3 separate regions of the Mus musculus genome follow, and regions 1 and 2 are each linked to region 3. A link is a contact called in public HiCAR-type and HiChIP or PLAC-seq data. All regions are on one chromosome and are shown on one strand. Each heading gives the region's core, a stretch centred on a gene start, on an enhancer-like site or on the middle of the called end of the contact. The rest is flanking DNA. Distances are from core to core; before and after follow the strand shown. Region 1 overlaps Podxl (podocalyxin-like). Region 2 overlaps Mkln1 (muskelin 1, intracellular mediator containing kelch motifs). Region 3 overlaps Lncpint (long non-protein coding RNA, Trp53 induced transcript).

Region 1 (4,895 bases), core at 2,348-4,847, 420 kb after region 3:
GCTTGTGAGAACACATGGAAAAGTAAGTTTCAGCCCAGCCCACTTACTGGTAAATGTCAAACTCCAAAGTAGGTGATGTGTGAGTTTCTATGGGGGAAGAATTTTTGTTTGTTTGTTTTTAAATTGGGATGAGGAGACACACATGCAGCAAGCACACAGTGAGGAAGACTCGGGAAAGCAGAGGACACTCAGGAGGCTGAAGCCCCAAACATGTCTTTTTGTTGTTGTTGTTTGGTGAGAGAAAAAGACCATGTGTTTGATGCGCTTCAGAGGTCACTCATGAACAGTGCTGCTCTTTCCTAACCAGCCCCTTACCCTGGACAGACTGCTGCTACACTCTGATTAAGGTGGTCTGCCTTTTGATATGTGTGCAATGTCTTTTTAAACCAATGAGATTGTATAGTATTAGTTACCCTTCATGTCTAGCCTTCTGCTTATTTAGAGGTTGCAAAATGATGGGTTTTCTTTGAGCAGCTTTTGTTCAGGGGTCTGTATATGCACTTTCTCTTTTAGAAGCAAAAACATTCCTCTTGACCACCACTCTGAAGTCACGCACAGCAGGGCCCTCAGCCTCACAGGAGGAGTACAGGGAGGCTGAGGAGGACTTTTTTCTTATCTTTAGTTTTGAGACCATGCAGTGTTCCATCTCTGAAAAAGACATACTTGTAATCCACACAAGAACAAATGTTAGATTTTTTTTTTAATGTCCGCTTTTGTGAGTTCGAAGTACTTAGTAACCAGAAATGAAGATGTCTTCTGATAAAGAGCTTCGATCCAAAGCTTGGGTGGGAATTAACTTCAGAAAGTTAACAGCTTGACTACAGAGTACAGCCTCATCTTCCAGGCCTACCTCAGTCTGTACTCATCTGGCCTGGACACACCCTTGGATCAGTTTATTTACATGCTAGGGTGTTAAGTAGTCCTTGTGAATTTTAATAGCACTTTGTCATTATAAAACTATGCCTATTACAGAAAACTTGGAAATAACTAAGTAGAAGGAAGAAAGGCTCTTTTTTTAAAAAAAACTGACAAACTCCCTTCCCACCCCCCTTTTTGAGACAGGGTCTCACTTTGTAGCTCTGACTGTCTTGAATTGTGTAGCCCCAGCCGGCCTGGAACTCAGAGAGTTCCTGCCTCTACCTCCCACGCACTGGCATTAAAGGTTTGTGCCACCAGGCCTGGCTAGCCCCCTCACCCCTCCTTTTCTAAAAGACATTGTTTTTCTTATTTTTCCTTATCAAAATGGCCAAAGCCAACAAAGGCTTTTGAGCAAATATTAATAGCCTTTCTGTCTTTGGCTACTGGTCTGCAGGGAGGACCAGGTTGCAGGCTCCTCCCTGCTAACGTTCGTTGCTCAAGCATTTTCTTGCCATAAATAATTTGAAAGTAGTCCCTTTATCTCTAATGATGAACTTTGGAGAAGGAGAACTCACTGCAGCTATGGAGTGTTACTTGTTGAGGTTGTTGGACATGCTATCCCTAAGACTGAATTTGGGTGGCCTTTAGGCAGCATCACAGGCATAATGGAACGCAGTCACACGGTGCACAGACTTCATTGGGTGACGAACTTTTTATGTGGCCATAATTAACCCCACACTCAGAAGGCCGAAAGCAAAGCAAAAGAAGTACGATATAAAAGAATACAAGGAGTCCGTTTCCCTGGAATATCACCTTAAATGCTTAAAAAAACAATGTATAGACACCAGCAAGGAACTAGTTTTACAAGTTTGACACCTCAGTTTGCCAAGTAGAGTCTTCCTCTTGATGTGTAGTGGAAAAAATCACCTTGTTGAGTTCTGCCTTCCACCCCCCTTCTGTGGCCATGCATACCCCACCCCACCCCAGACTGGAGCATCAGAAACAGTATCATGGAAGGCCAGCATGTGTGACTGAAGCATTTAAACAGCGCCCTTGGGTCTGAGCTCATCTCTTCCAGCTCTGTCGAGCTCTGCGATCTTCCCCATCCCCAGGCTAGCGTCATCCTCTGGTTTAGCTGTTGTCTAATCCTTGTGGACTTTCTAGGATTTCTTTCTGGTAAAAGTAATTTTCTGACCCCAGGTTTGGTATGTGTTATCACTAACTCTGTGAATAAGTAAATGAGTGATCACTGCTAAACAACTGCAGTTATAGAATTATGTTGTATGTATGTACATAAGGAGAGTGTATTTTGTTCCTTTTCTTAATAAAAAGTTACATATGGACACGTGTTTGCCAAAATTACTTTGAAATTTTTTTTAAATTACATTATGGGGGCGGGGGGGGGGTCAGTAGAATGTTTGCCTAACATGCAGGAGGTTTTAGGTTTGTTCCCCACTCACAAACTGCAGGGTGGGGTGCACATGGCTCTAATCCCAGTGTATAGAAGGGGAGTAGGGTAACTCAAGGTCATGCCTAACTACATGGAGATGTTGAGGCTAGCCTGAGCTACATGATATACCCTACCGTGTGTGAGTCAAGCTTTCAGAGGTGATGGTGATGGGCCGCACAGGCCTTGGTGCTCCCCCTGAGACTGCTCAGAGTACTGCAGACTTTCTGGGGAAGTTTCCAGTTTTGAGAAACCCTGGTAAATCGTTTCATGGTGGGGGGGGGGGGGAGGATTAATCTGTCTGCAATCAACAAAAAAATCTTTTTGTGTATTTGAACTTGTTTCCTGGGTTTTGGTCACACTGGTTTAAAAGGACAAGGACAACTTGGTTGAAACAAAATGAGCCGTAGGAAAAGTAGTAAAGGAAGGCGCTGCTGCCCTCCAGGGTCAGAGCAGGCCAGGCTTCTGTCTCGGCTGTGGAGGAGAAAGAAGCGCTAAGGGCCAGACCTAAAAAGTACGTCCAGAACTCTACCAAGCGGGATGTTAGGGTTAAGAAGTTGGGGTGGGCTGTAAAACAAGGTCTCTCCACCTGTCATCTGATAAAGTTCAAATGTGCCAGGCTTCATGTGCCTGCGGTGTATGTACTCAGCTTAGGGCTTAAAATCAACCTCTCCCTGCAGTGCTTTCATTGCTAGGGTATACTTTAGTAGGGCTCAGAAGTAATATTTCTTTGTGTTCTCAAAACAGGAAAACATGAGGTACACTGATAAGGTAAGAAATTGCCCTTTCCTTGGTTAATGCCCCTGAGAATTAAAGGGATCAAGATGGGGATCATGCTGACACATTTGTCACATCTCCTGTCACATTTAAGATGGCAGCTGCTCCTGTCCAGTGAGGTCAGGCCTACAGATCACAAGTGGCAGCTTTGTGGGTACTCTCTGGACTGACAGCCAGAGGCCATGGCAGAGGGTGGGGTGGGGGAGTGGAGTACTGGTCATGTCCACAAACAGCAAACTTCGGAAGGTTCAGTTGGAAAAGGGTGGCTCTGCTGCAGCGTGTGCTGTCTGCTCTTTCCTCTCGCTTCATTAGGCGTCCCCTCCTTCACGGTTTTTGTTTCAGAAGAGAAGAGATGGGAGGCAGCTGAGCATGATGCCCTTTCCACAGTGCCTTGGATAGCCACAGAAACTGTCCTGTGCCCTCAGCCAGGAAAAGCAGGGCAGTCAGTAACAGCGAAGACAAGAGCCAGGATCTGTCCACTATGCTGGAAAGCCTTGATGATTGGCAGAATCCAAGAGAGGAGGAGGCTTAGCGGTGTACAGACTGTACAAACTGGGACATGTTGACCAGTCTCAACTGTACAAGTAAATATTAGCAGTAGATCGTCTGAGAGACTCCTGTCGGTTTCATTAAAAGGAAGTGTTTGAGAAATGCCCCTGAGTGTTTGCCTGTCCTATCTTTCTTTTTTCCTTTTGGGTTCAGAAGAGAGGTGGTTTGGGAGGGAGCTTATAGGTTGAAAAAAATCAACTAAGAGGACCTCTAGATTGTTAGGGCAAGGAGCCAGGTCAGCGACTACTCCGGAAGAGAATGGAGCCTTAGAGCTAACTTGTGGGCTGTGATAAACTGTGAGTCACTGTTAGAACAGTGCCTGAGCAGGGCCATGGTCCTTTGGGAGTTCCTGGCATTTAGATCTTTTCTGTGTCTTTGGCATACTCATGAGGTTAACCTCAAAATACCCTGGCCCTAACTCTGGCCTACCCCTCTGGGTGTCACTTGCCTACTAGTGCACAAAAGATTAAGGGGAAAAAAAAAACCAAAAAACAAAACAAAACAAAACATCCTGGTAACTGTGGATGTAATCCAGAAATGAAGTTTGTTTTTAGAATTCAGGCATGATGGTGGTATGGAGAAAAGAATCTGGCACTGAAGAGAGAAAAGATGGAGTCAGGGCCTGAGCCAAAGAGAGGAAGTCTGCAGTCTATCACGTAGTACGGTGAGTTTCCTATAAATGAGGTGAAGATGTCATATGACTGCTGAGGTGGAGGCAGAGATGGGCCAGCTCTGCAGGGCAGACCTTTCCCTTTCCCTACTTCAAGCTGGTACGTAGGGTTCTCTTGCCCTGAGAAAATGTAGCTGTTGGTAATGTGGCCGAGAGATGTGTCACATTCACGCCCATCAGCTCCATCCTTCACTGGGTGAGAGGGGAAGCACCACCTCTCTGTGCAGACCCGAGCTGGATTCTAGCGCTTGGTTTTATCTCTTGGTGGTGTTTTCACACCCAACTGGCATGGTATCTTTCATTGGTGATGGTCACATATCTTTACACTCCAGGCAGAAGTAAGAAGGGTGTTAGATGGTGACAAATTTGTAAACATTGCACAGCAAGGAACATGGTCCTCTCAGGCGCTGGCCCTGCGGTCCTCCACTCCTTCCAGCATCTCCTCTTTCCCCCTCTACTGGCGGAATGCTGCAGGTGCTGATGAGAGCAGGGGATGCTGCCCAATTATACAGGAGAAGGAGCTAATGTCCCTGCTCAGGTGGAGAATTTTAAGCCAAAGCAAAACACTAGGGCCTGAACCAGCTTACACAAAAG
Region 2 (4,274 bases), core at 1,736-4,235, 360 kb after region 3:
GTTCTTCTTGGGAAGCTCAGAAGGTGAAGGTGTGGACATCTTTCCTACCGTAATCTGTTTTATGCACTAGAGACAGAATTGTAGCAGTTTCTAAGTGGGTTTCTCTAGTCTCAAGAGTTTATATGAGTTAATTGAGGTGTGAGCAGGGCTGGATGGAGTGCAGCATGGTGCTGTCTCATGCCTGTACTAGGCGTGTCAGTTAGGAGTAGGTCAGATACAGAATACAGTAGAAGTCACGCTCCTTTTCCAGCAAGGCTTAAAAGGGAAAAAACAAAATAGCCACAAATAGCAGTGAGTCATGTATGGAAATAAATTAAAAGCCAAGTACAGCTAGGCATAATGGTGTATGCCTGTAAAATAAGTACGTTTTATTTTGGCTTATTTGATGTGGTTGTATGCCAAAGCAGTTGTTCCTTCCCAGTGTTTCATGTACCTTGTTTTCTTAAACATTCAGGTTAATAGTTTCTAAGTTTCAGTGTTTTTTTCCAGTCAGTAGTTTGAATAGAAGCTTGCTTAATGCCAGATCCGAGGGTAAAGTAACCATAGAAGTTTATACTTAAATTTTAATATTTAATTGCCAAAACTTATTCCATCATGAACCATATTGTACTTTCCGTAGTAGCAGATAAATGTGATGCTGTGTCTTACTGTATCTATCGGTATGTTAATTTTATTAACTATAGTCTCAGAAACTGATACCTGTTTACTTAATATTCTTTAATTGTGAGTTGGGTTTCAACTGTGATTTAGGTAAAACAGGTTGTGTGAAAAGACGTGTTTTGTTTTTGTTTTTGTTTTTTAAGCATAGAATGTCTTATTTTAGGTTATTTATTCTTCCCGTGTAATTATTGCTGAATTTTAGGAACTTAAAGTATAAATCCCATGGCTGCCCTCTGAGTAGGTTATAAGACTCAGGTAACATATACCATTCTTTGATACCTGCAAAGAAGCTGGTGGAGTTGTCGCAGAGGCTCTCCATAACTTTCTGAACCCTGGACTACCTCTGTAGCAACCATATTAAAGTGCTTCAAAAAAAAAAATCTCAGTTCCCCTTAAGCTTTTTAATGACGTGAATAAAGTAGAGTTTGGGTTGTTAACTGCAATCAGACATTCATTCATGTGGCTACAATTCTGCCTTTTGTGCTATGTATGATTTGTGTTTGAGTGTGAGTGTGAGTGTCACAATGTGTATATGGAGGCCAGAGGACAACTTTGTGTAGTCAGGTTAACTCAGGGCATCAGACTTTATCCACTGAGCCACTTCACTGGCTCCTGCCTTCTTGTTGATACTTGATTTTGTGTCTGACTTTTTGGCTGTATCTGTTAGGACATAGTTGATACAGTCTATAGTTTCAAAATGGGCAAACTTGTTTAATTGTAGTGTGCCATCTTGTGGAGGTTTATGCAATCAGCAGCCTGATTTACTAAGTATAGTGGTAGATACTGCAGTTGAGTACTTGAAGCAAAAGCCTGTTTTACTATACAAAAATGTATACAAATGGTGTACAAAGGCCAAATTCTTTACTTGTTTTAACATACCTCCCTTATTTTTAATTCATGTTCAATGTGTAAATTATAGCACTGTAGATCCATGGTTTATTTGGTTCTAGTACTAAATGTTATATCCTTTGTACCCAAGAATTATAGTTTAATTGTAACATTTGTGAAATAGTAATTTGTGGATTGATTGGTGATTGCCTGAAATGGTCTCTTAAAGGAAATTGGCTTGAAATTTTGAAAATAGGCTACTATTAATCATATTGCCACCGATCTCTCTCATTCCCTATGTCTTTCTTTTCAGTCAGTTCTGCAGCAAGTTCAGATCCTAACCAACCCCTCTTCTTAAGGTTTTCTATAGTTCCTTCAGTGTTTGTGGGATTAAGTTTAAGCCCTGATCTAGTCACTGCCTGTCTTTTTAAACTTCCTGTCTGGCCACTACCTTTGTGTCCTTATTTTTTATACATTTTCTTTTATTTACTTATTTATCATATAGTTTAACTTCTTTGAATGCAATGTATAGGTCTTCACTGTGTCTTTATGAAAGGTAACCATATTTAGAAATTAGGAAACTAGTGGTTCAAGGACGTTTGAGGTCACACAGCTGTAGAGAGTGGAGATTGAAGCCTGACTTTGGAGTTTATGCCTTTAAAACACTGCTGTCACGCTGTCTCCATATCATTGTTACTCATTTTACTTTGCTTGAACAGCTTTTCTGTGCCTCGTTTACTGTGCCAGAACACAAAGCTACTCTTCCCCCAAGTCTGTGCTGTGTCCCTCAGCCAGGTACTCTTCTGTCCTAGATTGCCTGTTGTGCTTTTGCCTTCATATGGGACTTGGTCTCCTCTGCCCTGTGGTCACTTACATACCCTGTATAGTCACATCCAGATTGTAAGTTTTTCAAGGCTAAGGAACTATTCCAACTTTGTTTTCAGTGGTTTGTAAGTTCAAATCAGTGCTTTAATCTTTTCAAATAGATATTGTTGGAGTGCTAAGAGAAATTGATAGCCAGGATAGCCTATATTCCTTTAAGGGGAATACTGAACAGAAGATGGTTGCTGCTTGAGGAAGATTGTGTTCCTCAGGATATCCACGCATGTCGTTACAGGACTTGTATGTGTGGGCATGGACTTCCAGTAGGCCGGATTCCCTGCTAAGATTGATGCTTTTCCTTTCTTTTCTACACCGTACTTCTTTCCATAGTTCTCCTTAGATAGCTTCATAGTTTAAACCTTTTTATCTTTTATATATTAGTAACACTTTTTGGTATTTGTTTCTGGGTGATTTATCTTTGTGAAACTTAAGTGATTAGGTGATGTAATTAAAATTTTTTGTTATACCTCTTTTATTTGGGTATATCAAAAAATAAGTTTTTACAGAATTCATTTCGCTGTACTATTGCTTCAGTTGGGCCACAAAGCTTCCATGGACAGGAATGACATCTTGGCTTGATTCTGTTGGGATGTTTGCCCTGTGCCAGATTTTATTTTGCTCAGCTATCAATGAGGCTGTTGTGGAAATGTGGGCTTTCTTTGCTGTGAGAGTTTATGCGTACAAAGAGACCTGCTTTTCAGAAAGAACATTGAGAACTCAGAGCCTAAGAGGAAGGGTTATTAAAGTTAATGAACCAGGGTAACCTTATCCAGAGGGTGCCCAGAAGTACTATAAAACAAAAGGTCAATTGCTACTGCTATTTTAGTTATATGGTCCTCCTTCTACAAGCTTCAGAAATTAACAGGGTTAATTGCTGTTATAGTGAGGTCTTGGCATATAATCTTAAGCCAGATGAAAATTCTTTGATTTCTTCTTCCTGTAAAATTATGTGTCTGGACATTACTGTATGTCATTTAGGAAACAATGCTATTTAACTAATGATAATAGATTGTTTTATAGTTACGAAATAAGACAGATTTTTAGTAGTTTAAAATAATTGTTTTATAGTTTTATAGTGCCAAAGGGATTCCAGGTATTGGTTAGCTTGGATTCCAGTTCAGTAATACAGTTGTTACTGTGTCTGGGATTCTTAGAAGCTGAAAGGTAACTGGAGGTTTGTTTTTGTTAATTTTTCCTTTTTAAAAATAGAAATGTTCATTTTTGACAACTTTCAGAATGTTTTTATATAACTTAGATCTGGGGGATTCCCAACAGAGTTTTGTAATAAGATTAACAATCTCCTGCCATTGGTACCAGATACCTCCGAAAAATAGCTTAGGGGGGAAGAAAGTATTTATTTTGGTTCACAGTTTTAGAGGTTTTAGTCCATCATGGTGGCCATGAAGCAGAGGGAGGGAGGGAAGGAAGGAAGGAAGGAAGGAAGGAAGGAAGGAAGGAAGGAAGGAAGGAAGGAAGGGAGGAAGGAAGGAAGGAGGCAACATAGACAGGAAACTAAGAGAAGATACAACCCTTAAGAACACTGCTCCAGGGACCTACTTCTAGCTATACCCACCTCCTACAGTTCCTAGAACCTACTGAATTTGTGCTTCTTAGCCATGACCAAGCCTTTAGGAGTCAGCCTGTAAGGGCTAGAAGTTCAAATCCAAAATCTCTGCTAAGACTCAAGCTTTTAAAGATAGGTAGGTCTCTATAAAATAAGTTAGGTAAACTTCAAACATAAAATGACAAGAGTAAATATTTTCATTTCCAAAATGGAGGAACGGACTTACAGAAATGAAGTTTATAGCCTGTCTCCAGTCTCCAGGGTATGTGAGAGCCCAGTTCTAAGAGGGTTGTCTTCTCACCATTTGATGGTTAAAACTCACAGGGCCTCTCTTTAAGGC
Region 3 (4,839 bases), core at 332-2,831:
ACATGCTGTCAAACCAGGGGGGTGGGGAGGTACAAAGAACCTGGACTCCACAGTCCTTTCAGCAACAGAAAACAAACCGTGCTGAAAAGCTTCGGGCTTCAGAGCCTCTCTAGTGCCCACACTCACAAGCTGAGGCTGAGCTAGCCCACCGGCCTCTTCAGCTGGGCAGGGTGGCGGCTCTCCTCCCAGCACTCTCCTGCCTGAGTCCTGCAGTGGATCAAAGCTGTTTTCAGTCTGATGCCACTGCTGCTCTTTCTCCGGTAGTCTTCATTAGGAATGGGCAGTGCCATCCACACCACAGAAGTAGCTCCCGCCCACTCCAGCTCCATTTCTGAGAGGGGTGGGTGCTGGATGAAGACATCTGCTCCAATTTATTTGTGAATGCCACTTTTGAAAAAGTTTTCTCTTTCAATTTCACACTTAAAGACACTGCCTAATTCTGTAAAGCACACTCGAGGAGCCGTCCACTATGTCTGCCTGTCCACCCATCATCTCTTTGAAAAAGAAAATCTCTAGCAGCAATCTCTCAAAGTTACTCTGTGCTGCACAGCTCCACAAAACCTAGTGTTCGTGCTGGTGGATCTGGGACAGAAGGGCCGTCCTGAGCTGGGGCAGGTTTTGAGAAGATGCCCTGTGGTCCATGCTCCACCAAAGCCTCTGACTGCCTGTGTGCCCTGCCTACCCAGTCTGCTTCCTCCTTAAGCCTGAAAGCTTCGGGAAGAAGGGTGAAGGTCTGTGGTGATCTTGTTTGAACATGGTGGATGCTGAAAGAAGGAAAAGGAAGGAGAAAGGAAGGAAATGGGAAGAGAGAAAAATGGTGAAAGGAAGGGAGGGAGGGAGGGAGGGAGGGAGGGAGTATGGGGGGCAGCCACTGCTGGCTTTTGTAATCAGCACTTCACCTGTTTCCTCTCATACTCTCATGCGCACCGTTTATACTTCTGGTAAATACGACTGTGTGAACCCACGTAAGACGCCAGGACCCTTAACAACAACCTCCCCTGTGGCAGAGGTGGAGGCATAGGCACTGGGGAGATTCTCTCCTGACCGTGTCATCAGCCGCAGCAGGCAGAGGTTCCACTACCCTCTCCCACAAGCTCTGTGATCACAGGTCTATGCTCAGTTAAAAACTGTGACAAATATTCTACATTTCCCTTTCTTTACACAGTGTGTCTCATGAGCATGGAGCCTACAATGTGTATAAAATTTTACAAACTAGGACTTCTTAAGCAATTTCTTTGTATTCTTACCACCCACACGCACAAAAATTAGTAAAAGGATATATTCAGTTTATACAGCTACTTATGAGCAGGGGAATGGAGAGCAACTTCACACAGGAGAGCCAGGAAGGCAGGTCATGTCACCAGGGTAGGATGCTCAGGACACTCAGAGCTCCCAGGTCCAGATGCAATGGAATGTTTGCTTCTTCATCATATGACTTATTCCACAACGTCACAAACAGGTCACCCGTGCCAGCAAAGATTATCAAGTCCAGCTGCCCATTCAGATGGCAGCCCCAGAGCAGAGGTCTGAGTGCCTGTGCCGGTCTCCTGGCTTCTTGCCCTTGTGTTCTTTTCCATTCATTCACTGGCCGTCACCACGCACAACTCATCACAGCGATTCAGATTGTGGGTCAGAAGCAGCTCACCAAGGTCTGAAAGGTGTGCTGTCGCCACAAGGGTTGCCGGGTCAGACTGTGGTCTTGAGGGCAAATGACAAGGGCTACAGAGAATGGCAGTGACTCGCCCGCAGCTGCAGGAAGTACATGGCCAAGGAACCTCTCAGAGACAAAGAAAAGAATGTTCCTGTGTTGAGGCAGCTCACCCAGAACAGTTACTGACATGACCCTGACCTACTGCCACGAGCTGATTCACCGTATACAACAACCACCTAACACCTAGTGGAAGAGCCAGACGCGCATTTCTCCCATCTGGGGAACTGTCTGAATCAACAGGCAGGATGGACACTTTTGCTCACCATCAGACTGTGTCTTCCATTCAAATCCCATCACGCTAACCTTAGAAATGCAGCTCCCACGCTGCAGAAAGCCTTCTCCCCAAAGTGTTTCTCCGTGAACCTATCCACATGTGATTAGTGCAGGGACACTGATCTCTCTGGCAAGGTCCTGCTGACAAAGGTGATTTGTCACTCTCTGCTTTGTCTTCAGATGGTGGACGACTCATAGCGTCTGGAAACGCACACTGTTTACTTGTGTGGTGAAGCTTTTCCATAAGCACAGGAAGCTAACTGCACAGCACCTGCACACACAGGGAGGCACCAACTCAGTTAGCCCACCTCCTTCTCCCCTGAGTCACCACAGCGCCACCTACCCATTGGTGGGATCATGCATTACAGAACTGAACTCCCTCAGCATCCCACAATGACAGCTCTCTGATCTAATCCCAGCACCCCTGACTGTCAAAGGTCTTCAGAGAAAAGCACATTTGCTCTGGTCACTGCCTGGTCTCTTTAATATTAAAAAAAAATCCTTCATATTTAATCGCATAAACTTAAGTGCTTTTAAATCTCTGCCAGATCCCCTGGAGATATATGGCTTATTAATACTGAGCAAGTATGTGCTTGAGAGACAGGGGGCTAGGCCCTGTCACTGTTTACTGACTCTGGGTAGTGACAGGCAAACAGCTTAAGGATCACTTTTAAATTAATGTTTTAATTAAAGCAAACCCCCGTGAATCAGATCATCTGGATCAATTTTGTGGAGCACAAGGGGCAGCCAGGAGCTAGGGAGTGTAACAGGTACTAATCCATACAGACAGACCGAGGGACTGTCCGTTACCTGTACCGAGGGTGTTTCTTAGCTGGATTCAAGGTAGACACACTGAAATACGAGTTTAAAATGTCCGAACGCCTGATGCTGCAGGACCTGGTCAACGCCTGTAAGAACAGCCACACATGGGCGAGAGAACATGGCTCTTAGGAACGGATCTTATGCATTCAAGTGCCGGTCCACCCTCTGTGCACTGCTGTTTCTATTTCTCCTGCTTTGAGTAAAGAATGGGAGTTACTGCAGGTGATGTTGGCACTCAGTGAACAAGAGCTAGCTAACCAGATACTGTAATGAAGCATGGTGACTTTCCCCACGGTGTATTTCAATTGACAGTGAGAACTGATATAGTGGTTCCATTTCCCAAGACTCTTGGAGAGGCACTAACATCAATGGCTAACCTTCGCATCACCCTAGGGCTTGCAAACGTTTCTCTCCTCATCTCTAGACGCTCCTATGCTCCTCACTCCTCCTCTGTATGTCACACTACAGCAAAGAGACAACACACTAACCGACTAGAAGGACACACAACAGATAACAGATAAGCACCGTATGACACACAAGTCTCAACAGAAGCGTTCTGTAACATTCGGGATGCTGTCTGCATGTCGGTCACTCCCATACCTAGGCACACCTGTATCCTCAGCGGCTTCTCAGACGCATCTCACGCTCCACAGGCCTGAAACACAATCCCTGTTTTCCTCCCACTTTCCATAAATGAGATAATGAAAAACTGTGATGAAGTCACATGCAGAACAGCAAAGCAACACAGAGGAAGACACGGTTGCCATCTCCATCAGCCGTACGAGTTTTACAAATGCAACACAGGAGAAAAACTCAAGCTGCAAAGAAGACCACATACAATGTTGGGCCACACTGTCACGTCTTCAAGTGCTTCTACCAATGCCAACTTATGTGGTGATAAAAACCTATGTCTGTTCAGAGCCAGAAAATAATTGTAAATAAAACCGTCTGCAGCGTGTGTGTGTGTGTGTGTGTGTGTGTGTGTGTGTGTGTGTGTGTGTGTGTGTGTGTGCTGATTCTTGGGCTGGGCAGTGACTCCCTGACACCCATCTTCCAAGTGTACTTCACCCATGCCCACCATATACAACCTTTTGTACACATCCCCCACACAAACTGTGCTCAAAGCACCCGATTGCAAATCAGTAAGGACAGCAATCCTTCCTTCAAGAAGACAAGGACATTAATGAATGCACATCAAAGTGGTTGCAGGGTACCATAGCTTTAGCAAGGATGGTCAACTGCCAAGAAGGAAACTGCCAAGGCTCACACCAGAACCTACAACTGACTGAGAACTGCCAGGGCTCACACCAGAACCTACAACTGACTGAGAACTGCCAGGGCTCACACCAGCACCTACAACTGACTGAGAACTGGCTCCTGCCTGCAAGCCTGGTCTTAAGGAGACAAAATTAACAGATGCTCCGTGTTCAGTTAGTGGCCTGGCAGGTGGACGGTCCCACTTTCTCCTGTCCCCAGTGGCTGGCACTACTCTAAAAAGTTGCTGAGAGCCCCAGCTCTGTTGAACATCAATGATTTTAAGCCGTTCTGCCTCCCTCCTCCTGCCTGAGTTGCAGGCAACTTGTTATAGCGCTTCTTACAAGGAACTCTGAAGCAGGGGCGAATGAGCCCAAAGCAACACTAGGCATGATGTGCCTTGTTTATCTGTTTAAACAGGCGTTAAGGAAAGGAAAAGAGGCCTGTGGGTTTCTTGCCCTTCTTATATAAGAGGTGGATCTCTCAGAATGGCCAAGCAGGAGGTAGGTTTGACTTAGACTTGGCATGAGGCTGAGGGGAAGAAATGCCTTTGTAGCTGGCCCTAAATATTATGGTAACTTGGATGAGTTTACCTCCAAGGGAAAAGCTGCCACATGTTATAACAGAAGCCACTGGGCTTGGCAAGACAGAGAACGGAAGAATTACAATGGAATGGCAGTTTCTCCATCAGTGCAGAGGTATGCTGGGAGAACCACCCAGGACCAGCTTCCTTCTTCACAGCTTAGCAGAGGGAGAGCTGCCCTTTCAGCCAAGGCTTG

The links. HiCAR-type assays count read pairs that join an accessible place to other places. HiChIP or PLAC-seq counts read pairs in DNA pulled down with a chosen protein or histone mark.
Region 1: a contact with region 3 is called in a FOXA1 HiChIP or PLAC-seq map of pancreatic cancer cells. The contact joins two enhancer-like sites.
Region 2: a contact with region 3 is called in a HiCAR-type map of astrocytes, with 3 times the contacts expected there. The contact joins two enhancer-like sites. A contact is called at or near these places in 1 of 15 datasets of contacts at CTCF or cohesin (the NIH/3T3 cell line), 11 of 484 Hi-C or Micro-C datasets (bone marrow-derived macrophages, cerebellar granule neurons, cerebral cortex and 7 more), 12 of 115 datasets of contacts at active chromatin or transcription factors (the NIH/3T3 cell line, astrocytes, bone marrow-derived macrophages and 8 more) and 1 of 9 other capture datasets (embryonic stem cells).

Annotation. Positions count from the first base shown.
Region 1 is chr6:31,514,609-31,519,503 of GRCm38.p6, forward strand. It overlaps Podxl (podocalyxin-like), which reads right to left. Exons shown (of 8, transcript NM_013723.3): 8 at 4,885-4,895. It also overlaps a transcript of Mkln1 not described here. Among named protein-coding and RNA genes, the nearest start is that of Podxl, 47 kb to the right of the region's middle. Within about 2 kb of position 3,598, at least 124 of the 459 cell types and tissues checked have an H3K27ac peak or open chromatin away from gene starts, as enhancers often do. A contact at or near this core is called in pancreatic cancer cells, where this site is marked.
Region 2 is chr6:31,452,571-31,456,844 of GRCm38.p6, forward strand. The region is part of intron 8 of Mkln1 (muskelin 1, intracellular mediator containing kelch motifs); the gene reads left to right. Among named protein-coding and RNA genes, the nearest start is that of Mkln1, 56 kb to the left of the region's middle. Within about 2 kb of position 2,986, at least 27 of the 459 cell types and tissues checked have an H3K27ac peak or open chromatin away from gene starts, as enhancers often do. A contact at or near this core is called in astrocytes, oligodendrocyte precursor cells and stem cell-derived neural progenitor cells, where this site is marked.
Region 3 is chr6:31,098,695-31,103,533 of GRCm38.p6, forward strand. All of the region lies in intron 3 of Lncpint (long non-protein coding RNA, Trp53 induced transcript), which reads right to left. Among named protein-coding and RNA genes, the nearest start is that of Mir29b-1, 38 kb to the left of the region's middle. Within about 2 kb of position 1,582, at least 102 of the 459 cell types and tissues checked have an H3K27ac peak or open chromatin away from gene starts, as enhancers often do. A contact at or near this core is called in astrocytes, oligodendrocyte precursor cells, pancreatic cancer cells and 1 more, where this site is marked.